Linked DNA regions of Capsicum annuum: region 2 is linked to region 1. A link is a contact called in public Hi-C data. All regions are on one chromosome and are shown on one strand. The core of a region is the stretch at or near the end of the contact, and the rest is flanking DNA. Distances in the headings are between cores, read along the strand shown.

Region 1 (6,554 bases), core at 673-3,172:
GCTTTTGTTTTGAGAAGAAGAAGGAGGAGGAGGAGGAGGAGGAGGAAAGAAAAAAAGAAAATGAATAATAAAAATTGATAATTAAAATTAAATATATTTATGTAAAGAAATATTAAAAATAAAATTTTAATATATTCCCTTTGTGCTCACTCTCTCAAAGAGAGTGAAATGCACTCACTTTGCTACCTCAGTGTTTAGGGAGCAAATAATTTTATTTTTAAATAGTTCAGGGGGGTGATAGGACCCTCGTGAAGGTTGAGTGTGTAATTGAAATTTCGGGTAAAGATTGAAGGGATAGTAGACCACTTTCTCCACTATTTATATATAGGATAACTTATTCAATCATTAAGATATAAGTGATGAGATAAATAATCTCAATACTAACTAACTCTCTAACCAAACATAGAACAAAATAATCATGCATTTTATCCCGAGACTTTACACCTTATATCTCATGGCTCACACCAAACGACTCCTTCGTTTATATAGTTAAAAAAATAAGGAAAAGAAGAAAAAAGGGTGAAAATCACCCTTAACTTTGCTTTAAAACTCCCCTCAACTTTGAACAATAATCAAACTCCCCCACCGCCCCCCTCCCCATCCTACTGAACATCCATTTTATTCTTATTATATCAAATATATTCATGTAATACCTCTTTATATTATATATAGTTTTTTTTAACCTAGGTATTTATAACTTTTTACTTAAGTTCATTAACAGTATAAGTAAAATAATACTATTATGAATTTATCACAAAATTTAATGTCACTTTTAAGATCGTTATTTTAAACAATTCTCAATTTATAAACCAATAAGGTTTGACCCATATATACTTCCCTTTAAATCTATTATAAAATAAGTGGGTGTTCGGCCATGAAAACTAAAATTTTTGAAGTTAGAGTTGGAGTCGAAGTTGAAATTGAAGTTGGAGTTGGATTTCTCATATTACTTGGTTATTCTTGATATGACACACCCCTTAAGAAAATTTCAATTAGAGGTGCATTTTTACTAAACTAACCTTATTAATAATGCTTCAAAATTTTAAATTTAAGTACTACTATTTTATGCAATTACTTAACACTAACAGTAGAATTAAAAAAAAATATATTAAAAATTCTCTTGATTTTATAATTTGGACATGTAAATTAAAATAACTATTTTTAGTAAGACAATCAAGAAATATGAAATGACAGGAGTATCTCTATTGTCAATATAAATAAACAAGTTTTGATTGTCATTATAGAGTATTACATAAATTATTGTTTAAAATAATTTAAAATCTAAATAAATATAATAATTAAAAAATGACCTTAATTTAATTGATTATTTTGTATTTTACTGCATCAAAATATATTTGTATAGTTATTATTACCTAATATTTTCACTCGAGTAAATAAATATTAGAGTTTTGTCATTATTAATAAAAAAAATTCCTCGTTATGCTAATTTACTTTATTATAGAACATCATTAGCTTATATACTTAATTAGTATCTCTCAGTTTTTTTTGTAAAACAATTGTTACATGAATTTAAAAGAATAAAAGTATCATAATTTTTAAAAAAGTAAAAAAAAAGTTGATAATAAAAGAATACAATAAGTATTTTAAAATCATAATTAGAATAAAATGGAAGTTGGTTTATTGCTCAAAGTTGAGGAGAATTTGATTTTTAAAGTAAAATTGGTGAAGAAAATATTTTCACCCCAAAAAAGTACCCCATCTGTCCATATTACTTGGTATATTTATTAAAAAAAATTATCTTAAAATAATTGACATATTTATAAAAAATAATTTAATATCTTTTTTCAATTTCATCCTCAATAATTTAATAAAATTAATTAATTTAAATAAATAAAAATAATATTTAATATAAATTTAATAGATCATGTTAAAAAAAAAAAAAAAAACAGCTTGTTGCCGGTATCATTGGTATTTGCATGCATTGGAAAAGGCCAAACAAGCAAAAAAGATAAAAAGAAAATATTGGATTGGATCCTTTACTCTGTAGAAGTGAGTGGACTACCTGCGAGTGTAGAAGGTAGAACAAGAAACAAAAAACAACAAAGATGCCGAGGAGTAGATTTGCAGGATCATTGATTTCTCCGAAGGTGGATGTTGTCATTGATATGGGAAACCCTTTTCTTAATCATACTGTTGATGCTTTCTTGAAGATCGGCACTGTAATTCTCTCTCTCTCTCTCTCTCTCTCTCTGATTATTATCTCAAATTCATTGATTATTACCTTAATTTTTACCATAATTTTACTTGCTTAAGGTTGCTGCTACCAAAACTGTTGCTGAAGAAACTTATGAAATTGTCAAAAGAGGTTTGATTTTAGAACTCTGTTTCCATTTCTTGAAATACCCAATTTCAAATTGTTGACTTTTATGTGCAAAGATAATTTCTGTAGCAAGTATATCATTCATCTTTAATAAGTATTATGAGATTGGAGTGACTATTGGGGTGTGTGTTTGGCCATGAAAAATTGTGAGTATTTGAAGAAAAGAAAGTTTTTGTTTTCAAAATGAAAAATGATATTTGAACATTAGAGTTGTGTTTGGCCATGAATAAAAATTGGAGTCGTCTTGGAATTGTTGCGGGTAATTGAAATGAAAAAAGTGAAAACAACTTGAGGTGCTGCCACCAAAACTGTTGCAAAAGAAACTTATGAAATTGTCAAAAGAGGTTGGTTTTTCTGTTGTGTTTTAGTTCTCTGCTTCCGTTTATTGAATATCCAATTTCAAACTATTGATTTTTATGTGCAAAGTTAATTCCAATTAGCAGGTTAGCTAGGATTTTAATGCATTAACCTTTGGTCAGTATTATATGTTTGGAATGACTAAGAGTTCTCAATTGCCCCTAATGACCTATGTTAATGAACTTAATGGGGGTTTATATATAGGTATAACTAATCCTGTATCCCATACTGTATTCCCTCATTATATTGGATATTTCAGCATGTGTCGACTAATGTAGATGAAATTCCCACAACCATACCGTACTAATGACAGTGGTACGGCAAGACAAATGAATGATCCATGGTATTGATGTCATTTCCTGAAAAGTATAGTGGCCGATTTTTTTTTGACAACTTTGGTGTCGCGGCCCGCTTTTATGCACCTCGGCTAATTTCATGAGATATCATCCATCTCACACCAAGAACATGTACGAGGTAGCTCTATCTGCTAAGGTTAGTAAGATTTCACTAAGTGTTTTTCATCTCTACTGAGATTAGAACCTGAGACCTCATGGTTCGCGACCTACTTCATTCATTGATCACTAGGAGATGTTATAGTGGCTGATTTATTGGTAAAGGTTTATTCTTTTATCGTTTTGTTTCAATGACCACATTAAGCATCATCACCATTAGTAGTTGAGGGGAAAATCCGATATCCTCTTTTTGTTCTTTGATTCCTTTCTCGTGTTATGGTAAAGTGTAAATTCCTATGTTTTAAAGTTGCAAGATTTTATGTATAGAAATAACTACAGTATTCAGCTCACTATTTTGCAATCGACATGGTCTTTGCAGGTAGTGTTTCGAATCACAACTTTGAGAAATCGGTGAGATCATTTATTATATTTGTGTAAAATTCAAGTTGATCGTTTTAGAGTTGTTTATTCAGTTCTATATAAGGGAGATGTTTTCTAATAATATTGGCTTAATGATTTCATCCTCCTCTCATAGATTTGTTAGGCACCTGCAAGGTGTGATTTGTGAAGAAGGTATTCCTTGCCATTATTGAAGCTGATAAATCTCAATTTGGACAAATATGGCTCTTAGTCCTCTTTGCATATTGTGTTCTATACCATGAGATTGCCAATTTAGAAAATGAAGTCTTAAATCTCTATCATTCTTTTTGTCCTACTGATAAACAGAAACAACAGAACATTATTTGCTGCTCTTTATTGTCTCTTGACTGCTCCTAAAATAAACAACAACAACATGCCCAGTGTATGACAAAGTGGGGTCCGGGAAAGGTAGATAGTATACAGTCTTTACCTCTACCTCAGAGGTGAGATAGAGAGGTTGTTTCCAATTGACCCTTGTCTCAAGAAAAAAACAGTTTTGGAAAAGACGTAATAGACTGCTCCTGAAAGTAGGGATAACATTTTTCTACTGTGTTTATCATATGCATCTCTGTCGAGTAGTTTAGTCTTCTTTAAATGATAAGGACAGTACTGGTGAGGGAGGTAAACTATATATTTTATCCACACAAATCATACCCTTATTCTTGGTGATGCCCATGAAATTTAACTTTATCGGCTTATCACTCAAATATCAATTTATGCATAATAACCAAAAGTTGTAGCCAATATTCTTACCATCTACAATGTAGCAAACTGTAGGCCTACCTTGGTAAAACCAAATTGTCCTGTATATCGTAGAGACAGCTTAGCTCGTCTGAAAGTGTTCTTTAGTAAAGTTTTGGCTAAGACTTAAGAGCTGCATTTACTCTGCTTCAATAATGTTCAATTATTCACCACAGAACAGAAATGGCTATCAGGGAGGATTTAATTATGTTGACTGAAAAAACAGATTGACCAACATGCTTGTTGTGTTTTAACTGAATTTGCCTCTTATTGCAGTTGAAGAAAATGTGTAAAGAAGGTGCTTATTGGGGTGAGTAATCTGCACGAGTTCACCCGCATATAAATTTCAAAATGGATGGTTAGAAAGAATGTCTTCGTTTCCCAGTTTCTTGAAACTTCGAGTGGATTATATAACAAATCTTGTCTCTTTAATCAGGGACTGTTGCTGGGGTATATGCTGGAATGGAGTATGGAGCTGAGAGAATTCGTGGAACCAGAGATTGGGTAATTAGTAATGAATTTTTATATGAATTTGCTCAGCAATCGAAGTTGATTTCCTATACTGTGTACAACCTGTTGTCTCCACTATTTGTCCTATTTCCTACTTGCCCAACCCCAACTATTGCATCTATCTACATTGTCTTTCTTTTAACCATGCTTGCATTCAGATTCTTCTCTGTAAACATTCCTTGTTATGAGTGATAAATATTGCATCAGGATCTTTAATATGATAATCATCATTCAGTAACAAATTATATAAAGTAAAGAGAAATTGCAATTCTGATAATAGAACTGGATGTGGTGGTAACTGGTGACTAATTTAAGGGCCAAAATGTAAATTTATTATTGGTTATGCAGTATTGTGTCCTATCTGTGATAATCGTGCATACTTTGCTGTTAAGCTGATAAGATATATATGGGAAAGCAAGAAGGAAAATATAAAGTTTGTTTGTGGTGTACAAGCTATTCAATCTGCCAATATAATGTAAATATGATTTCTCAATTTTGCAGCAGTTTTTATGAAGATAATACTCCCTTTATCCCAATTTATGTGAATGGATTCCAATTATGAGGGTCAAAGCACCTAATTTTTGTGTGAGTTCGGTCATAGATTCTTCAAGAGTTGTTTTAAGTAAAATTTACATACTAATTTAAAGTATTTAAAGAGTTTGAAAGAATTGTAGTCAAAGAAAACACTATTTGATTCCCCATATACCTTCATATAAAACGGAAAGGAGGGAATAATGATCTTATAATGTTCGTCCTGTCAGGGATGTCATCATAGAGGATAGTTGATATTGTTGCCAGAATTGGTTGTACTCAGAGGAAGCGTGGTCGCAGTTGTGACTGATTATAGAAAAAAGTATGGTTTACATTACCAGTTTCAAAAAAAGAAAAAAAGAAGGGATGGTTATGGTGGTGACGAAGGTAACAAACTGCTTACAATAATGTTGAGATATATGTGTCCAAACCTTACCTGGTACTTATTGTTGATGGGAGGTGGTAGGTATCTGGTGGAATTAGTTGAGGTGCATGCAAGTTGGCTTGGACACCATGGTTATTAGAAAAAAAAAGTCAGAATATATGAAACTAATTCATCTCCTCTTTGTATCTTCGTCACTCTTAAGTCAAAGTGCTCTCTGTTGTTTCATAACAGCAAGATACCTGGGATAGAGAGGGGCTTTAGTATATTAAATGTCACATTTGTCTAAGCCGGCGTATGGTTCTATGTATTTATTAATGTGCTCTTTTCTTTTGTTGAGAATGTTTTTGGTATGTGTTATGTAATTCAATTGTGACAAGCGTTTTATTCAACGGTCCTACTGAAAGAGGATTGAAATCTTTAATTTTCTTTTCTGAAACACAATACAATATCTTTTTTTGATTCATTTCCTTCACCCATTTGCAGAAGAATGCAATGATTGGGGGTGCATTGACAGGAGCTATCGTATCTGCTGCAAGTAATAACAACAGGGACAAGATTGTTATGGATGCCATTACAGGAGGTGCTGTTGCTACTGCTGCAGAGTTCCTTAATTATCTCACATGAGTTGAGCAAAGAGAAATAAGAATTTTTTTACCTGCTATTGCAACACAATGCTTAGCAGTTCCGCTGTTTCTCTCTAATTGTATCCGTTCAAAAATACAAGCTTGTGACAGATGAATCTTAGACTCTCTGACTACTTGTAATTCTATCTACAATTTAGCCATCTTTCTCTATCATTTGCTTTTGAAATGGAGTG
Region 2 (6,894 bases), core at 1,331-3,830, 170 kb before region 1:
AAAGAGCTCGACAATACATAATTGTTGATATAAAAAAAAGTATGTAAAATTTTAAAGGCAGCGCAAGAAGGAAGATGTTGAAATTGCATAAATTATCATTAAAATTGATAATTTTTAAATTTTTATCTTTCAACGATTGAATTTAAGTCTCATACAATGATGAACTATAAGTTTTTTAAAGATTAAAGCCATGAGTGACGTAACTTGGATATATGATACACAAATAAGTATTTATGTCCTGCAAAAAACTGTTTAGAAGAATAAATGAAATTTTTACTTATTTATGTGTTTTTAAATAAAAAATATTATTTTAAAAATATTTGTGCATAATTTAGAATAACATTATGAGATGTGAGATGTTAGAGAGAGTAAAAACGAGAGTTTGGAGCCTAAAGGATAATTTTTTTAATAAAAATTTTCAAAGGGACATATCAAAATTGAAAAATACCAAAATGAATAAGGTAAACACAGGTGATTATCTTGTCCATTAAAAGTTAACGCCGATTGATTACATACAAGGTAAATGGACCCGCTGACTTTATTCTTTGATTGAAAAAGTTGGTAAGAGTTGAAAATTTAATGACATCGATGTACTTTCTCCGATCTTTATTTATTTACTTTTCTATTTTGGATGTATAATAATACTTGTCCAATTTATGAAATTAACTAATAATTTATTTATTTTTACCTATTTTATCCTTAATATTAAACATAATACATCACTCATTGCATTTTTCAAAATCAAAAGTTTATTATATTCAAAGGGTGATATACTAAAACCACCCATCTATTTATTGTTTCATAAAGCATATGTAAGTCAAAAGTGAACAAGTTATGAAGGAAGGAAGTATTTAGTAAAGAATTTATTTCAATTATAGTGAAGGCAAGGATACTATTTTACCTTACAAGGTAATATTTGTTTCTTACAATGTTAATTTTTTATTTTTTTACAAATCTCCAATTTCATTCATCGTTCTTGTTTTTGTTCAGAGTGTATTTCATCAAAATTCTGTACTTTAAGGTATATTTTAGTCACATTTTTATATAATTATTTCATACCTTAAAGTGCATAATTTTTTTATGAAATACACGTTGAACAAGAACAAGAAAAACACTCAAGTAATATGAATGAAGAGAGTGAAACAGGTAAAAAAAATAAGTAATATGAATAAACAATGAATGAACTGGGCGGTTTACAATTTATAAGGTAAGGGACCAATATTACATTGTAACGTAAAATAGTCTCCTTACATTCATACAGTTGAATAAGATAAACGAGTCAATTTACTTTGTAAGGTAAAATCACGTTTTCAAAAAAAAAGAAAATGAATGAGATTGGGTCCAGAGGATCTAAACAATCTTGTTTTTTTGAACATAAATAAATAAAGAAGCCATTGCAATTGCCGGAAAGACTAGGCATATTAACAACACAAAAATAGATGAAAGGTTCAAATTTATCATAGAAGGGGTACCTCGATTTACTATATTGTATCTGTTATTATATAAATAAAGATATCTTGTTATAATTAAATAATTATAATAAAATTAAAAATTTGAATTCTAATTAGATAATATTTATTATTAATAGAATTGCACTTTAACATATAACCAAGCGACGTTAACTTTTAATGGACAAGGCAATCACCTATGTTTACCTTGTCCATTTTGGTATTTTCAATTTTGATATATTCTCCTTTAAAATTTTTGATAAAAAAAAAAATTTGCCCTTTAGATTCCAAACTCGTGAAAACGTGGTATATTGAAAGATGAAGAGATAAAGATAATGTAGAATGCTAATTGTAGAACTTATTTTTACCTATTTTAATTAGATAGTTTATTTTTTAAAAAATATTTTTTAATTTTTTTTGATGAATTAAACATAAAATAAATCAATAAAACAGTTCTAATAAATATTTTTCTCAAGCCAACAACATCAAGTATTGATGCGTTATTATTGAATGATTTCTTTATTAGTTTATGATTGTAAATCTATAACATTATCAATAATGAAATTACTATCAAAACATTTTCTGTATCGTTGAAGAATCATTGAGAAGTTGTTGGAGATTGAATGCATTTGATTTTCAGTCGAACGCATACGTCAATTTAAAAATTATATAAATTACTGATTTACCTTAAATTATTTATCATAATTTTTAAAGATAGTCACGCCAAGTTATTTATCACCTTACAAGCTTAAAGTATTTTTTTATTTTTAATAATAATAATTATTAAAAACTACAAATATTTTAATTTAAAAGTCATAATTAATATTTTTTTTTTAAAAAATACAAAAGATATGGATGGAGTTTGTTTTCTTTTTTTTACCAAATTCAATTGTGTCGAACTTTTTTTTTTTTTTTTTTTGATAATTACGAAATCTCCAATTGTAGTTAAAACTTTAAAATATCTAAAGATTTATTAAAAATAGGAGTATAATTTTTTGACTATTCAACATAAGATAAAAAAAGAAAAGAAAAAGAGTTTCAATTTCAGGTAATTATAATAGTAACCGCTCATTTCGGAACATCTAGAATATTTGAAACTTGTTGCCTACACAATTGGATATACATTTTTTTAATGTTACAGCTGTTTACTATTAATATTCGCTGTACCAAATTAATTATCTTTTCTTTTTTCTCCTTTTTAAGAACGAACTATCGAGATCATTCATAATAGAAAGCTTTAAGCTGAAAAGCTTTTCAATTCCCGCTCGCCTTTATTGACGCTTTCTCTTGTTTCAAAAAAATAAATAAATCCAAATTAGTTTTTTTGGCCGGAGATGAGAAGTCATGAACGGCGAGCTCCGGTGGTTGTTGACGGCGGCGGAAGCGGCGGAAATTGGTTTAACAGAGGCGACGGAGTTGGAGCCGGCAGCGGCAGCGGCAGCGGCAGCGGCGGTTGTTATAGTCATGATAGTGAACCGGATTTGGCTGCTATGGTTAGCGAGTTTCTGGAAAGTAGTAGTGCTAGTGCGGAGTCTTGGTGTAGTAGTGATAATGATTCCGGTTTCTCTGATTTCGCTCTTCTTGCTGATAGAATTACGGTGAGTATTCTGTATATGTTGCTTTTTATGTAAAATTTTGAGGTTTTAGCTATGAAATTGTTAATTTTACAAACGAATAATGAATGTTTAGCTAGCGTTTGACCATAGATTTTGAGAGTAGTTTTTGTAAATTTATCAACTGGAGCTTGCTGATAGGTTTGAGGTGAGTATTCTGTATGCGTTGGAGTTTGTCGACGTTTGATTTTGTGTAAAATATGAAGGTTTTAGCTATGAAATTGTTAAGCTTAAAAGCGAATGTTTAGCTACCATTTGATCATAGATTTTGAGAGTAGTTTTTTGAAAATTTATCAAATGGAGTGTTTGATCTAGCTCTTCTTGCGCTTTTTGTATATAATTTGGAGTTTTTTTTAGCCATGAAATTGTTTAGTTTATTGTTTGGCCATAGATTTTGAGAGTATTTTTTCAAAATTTATCAAATGGAGTATCTGTTTAGCCATGAATTTGATTTTGATCTTGTCCAAACACAAATTCATATTCGAAAAAGCACAACTTCCGAAATTCTAATTTTTAATTTCAAGTTTAAATTTCAAAATATATGGACAAACAGGAGCTTAATCTGAAGAAATTGATATTTGAATTGGAATAAATCTCATTTCTGTAAATAAATATGTGTATGTTAGTTGGTCAAGGTGAATATAAGTGAAGTTTGAATAGAAGAGATAACTGTTTTCTGCAGAAAGATAATTGTTTGAAATGGACTTATCCTTGTTTCTGCATATACAAATGTTCTGGCGTTGGTGCGGAGTCTAGGTATAGCAGTGATAATGATTCCGGTTTCTCCGTTTTCGCTCTTCTTATTGGTAGGATTTCAGTGAGTATTCTTTACATATTGGAGTTTATCTATGATTGAGTTTGCTGCTTTTAGTGTAGAATTTGGAGGTTTTGGCTGTGAAATTGTTAAATTCTAGCTTGAACAGTTCATAAAATAGTTAATCTGGAGCAATTATTGTTTGGATTGGAGTAGTCCTCATTTCTGTGCGTATGAGCGAAGCTTAAATACAACAGATAACGGTTTTCTGCAGAGTGATTACTGTTTGAAATGGAATTATCTCCTCTTCTTTGTGTAGAATTTGGAGGTTTTAGCTGTGAAATTGTTAAATTCTAGCTTGAACAATACAGACAAATAGTTAATTCGGATCAATTGATGTTTGAATTGGAGTAATCTCTCATTTCTGTGCGTATGACCCAAGCTTGAATAAAATAGATAGGATTACAGTAGGTATTGTATACTTGTTGGAGTTTATCGGCGTTCGATTTTGGTCCTTTTGTGGAATTTGGAGGTTTTAGCTATGAAATTGTTAAATTCTCTAGCGTGAACAGTACAGAGAAATAATTAGTCAGGAGCAACTAATGTTTGAATTGGAGTACTCCTCATTTCTGTGCATATGAGCGAAGCTTAAATAGAACAGATAATGGTTTTCTGCAGAGTGATTATTGTTTGAAATGGAATTATCCTTGTCTTTGTGTATACAAAATGTTAGTATAGAGGGTATTATGCTTTTTGAGTAGAATTTGGAGAAAGTTTGTAAGTTTTTTATTCTAGGTGTGTGCACAGTAAGCTTGAACAGTAAAAATGAATATTTAGCTAGCATTTGACCATAGATTTTGAGAGTAGTTTTTGAAAGTTTGTCTTCAAATGGAGTATTTGTTTAGCCATGATCAGATTTTGAGAATTTGATCTTCAATTTTTTTCCAAGTAAAATGCATGTTCAAACACAACTTCGAAAACTCAAATTTTCCTGTTTGAAGTTTCAATTTCAAAACCTATGGCAAAATGGTAGCTTAATCTGGTGTAATTGATGTTTGAATTGGAATAATTCTCATTTCTGTGAATTCTATGTTTATGCTTGTTTGAATGGAATAGGTAATGGTTTTCTGCAGAGCGATTATTGTTTGAAATGGAATTATCCTCGTCTCTGTGTATACAAATGTCGATGTTCGTTTTGGAGGTTGTATAGAGGGTGTTAGGTGTGGAATTGGTCTAGTGTTTTAGTTTAGATGTATAGATAGGGAGCTTGAATAGCACACATAAGGATTCTATGCAGGAACAATTAACGTTTGAAATGGAGTAGTCCTTGTTTATTTTTGTTCATGTTTATGCTCATTGAATTTTTAGTTTTGTATGCCATGGAACTGTTCAATTATTTTTGTATTAGGTGTATGCAAAGCTAAAATTGTATGATAGTGGAGGTGTACACAACTTGGGCTAGGCACTTCTGGGCATCAACAAGTAAAGATATAACAGTATAGCACAAGTGACAATTTTTCCCGAGGATTAGAATTTGAGATGGAATAATTTGAGTTTCTTCATTCATTTGCATATAATATAATTCACTTTTGAATGCATGAAAATTTTTGAAAATGATATTGATGTCTTTGATAGATAGGAAATAGGAGTCATGTAAGTTCTTTGAATGAAATTCTCATGCATTTCAATGCATAATTATAAATTTTGAATAACAGCTTTCAAGAGCTTGTGGTGAATTTGGAGTAAAAATTGAAGATAATGAGGAGAAAGCTAATGGATTGAGTAGGATTCCATTGAGTAGAGACAAGCCAAACCAGCTCAGGAGCTTAGCAGGTTGAAAACTTGGACTTGCTATAAGTGCATAAACAAACGGGGTAATAATGCAATTACACAAGATTAGTAAAAGAAGAATATTGCAATTTTATTTATCACAGAAGTTAATTTTGATAACAGTGTGTACAAAAGGGTAGTCAATGTAGAAGCATGATTGTGGTGTTCTTGCTCAATTACCTGCATTTACTTAAATCCAATTTTGGGGATGTAAAGTTGCTGCCATGTGACCAGGTGGTAATGGGTTCAAGCCTCGGAAACAGCCTCTTGCAGACATGCAAGGTAAGGCTAGACCCTTGTGGCTGGACCCTTCTCCGGACCCTGCGCATAGCAAGAGCTTTAGTGGACCGGGCTGCCCAATTTTGGTGGTTGTTCTAATTAGGCAATGTTTTTTGTTTATAAGAGGTTGAAATTGCACTCTGTAGGGGCACACAATTTAAGTATTCTTTGTAGTACAAGCTTCTGGAAGTGCAAAAATGAGCAACCCGCTGCCATAAGAAAAATTACTATCCTGCACCGAATTCAGGGTTGAGCAATAATACTCCCCATTCTTTTGGAGACATGGACTCATCCTGCTGACACCTTTGTGTGTATAAGGCATGACTGTCAGCTATCTTTTCCCTCCTCTATGTTTCTTTTATTACCATGTGATGTGTTCTAAGTAACTTCCTCAACAATCAAACTTGTCTAGGTACCCACTAAGCTTGAACAGCACGTAACGATTTAATCTGTTTAATGTTTTTGGAGCAATCCTCATTTCAGTGAATAGGCATGTTATGCTCGTAGCTCTAGCTGCATATGAACAAGTTAGAATAGAACAGAGCGATGAATGTTCGAAATGGAGTTATCCTTGTCTCCGTGTATACATGTATATCCTCATTGGATTTTAGTTTTGCATGTGGTATAGAGTTGTTAGGTGTGAAATTTATTCTAGTGTCAGTAAAGGTGTATATGCAGCGAGCTTGAACTTGAATAGCACAGATAAGGATTTTATCCAGGAACAATTAAAGCTTGAAAGAGAGTGGTCGTTGTTTTTCCGTATGCATGTTTGTTTCATTGAATTTTAGTTTTGCGTGAGGTTAGCAATGAAATTGTTCCAAGTATTTCTATATAGGTGTATACAATGTGAGCTTTAATAGTATAGCACATGTGATGTGTTTCTCTAGAGGATAAAATTTGAAACGGGATAATTGGAGTATTTTCAATTACCTGTGCATAATTCAGTCAGTCTGATGTAACAATGAAACTT

Evidence for each region. Hi-C and Micro-C count contacts between places; a contact is called where the count stands out from the background.
Region 2: a contact with region 1 is called in a Hi-C map of bud, with 4 times the contacts expected there. The contact joins the promoter of LOC107852133 here to the promoter of LOC107873509 in region 1. A contact is called at or near these places in 3 of 5 Hi-C or Micro-C datasets (bud, leaf and placenta).

What each region holds. Positions count from the first base shown.
Region 1 is chr6:18,360,616-18,367,169 of UCD10Xv1.1, reverse strand. LOC107873509 (outer envelope pore protein 16, chloroplastic) reads left to right here and starts at 1,922. Exons shown (of 6, transcript XM_016720379.2): 1 at 1,922-2,180; 2 at 2,275-2,326; 3 at 3,530-3,561; 4 at 4,588-4,621; 5 at 4,748-4,815; 6 at 6,221-6,554. The coding sequence starts at 2,067. The coding sequence ends at 6,361.
Region 2 is chr6:18,532,328-18,539,221 of UCD10Xv1.1, reverse strand. It overlaps LOC107852133, which reads left to right and starts at 2,580. Exons shown (of 3, transcript XM_016697186.2): 1 at 2,580-3,046. The coding sequence starts at 2,783.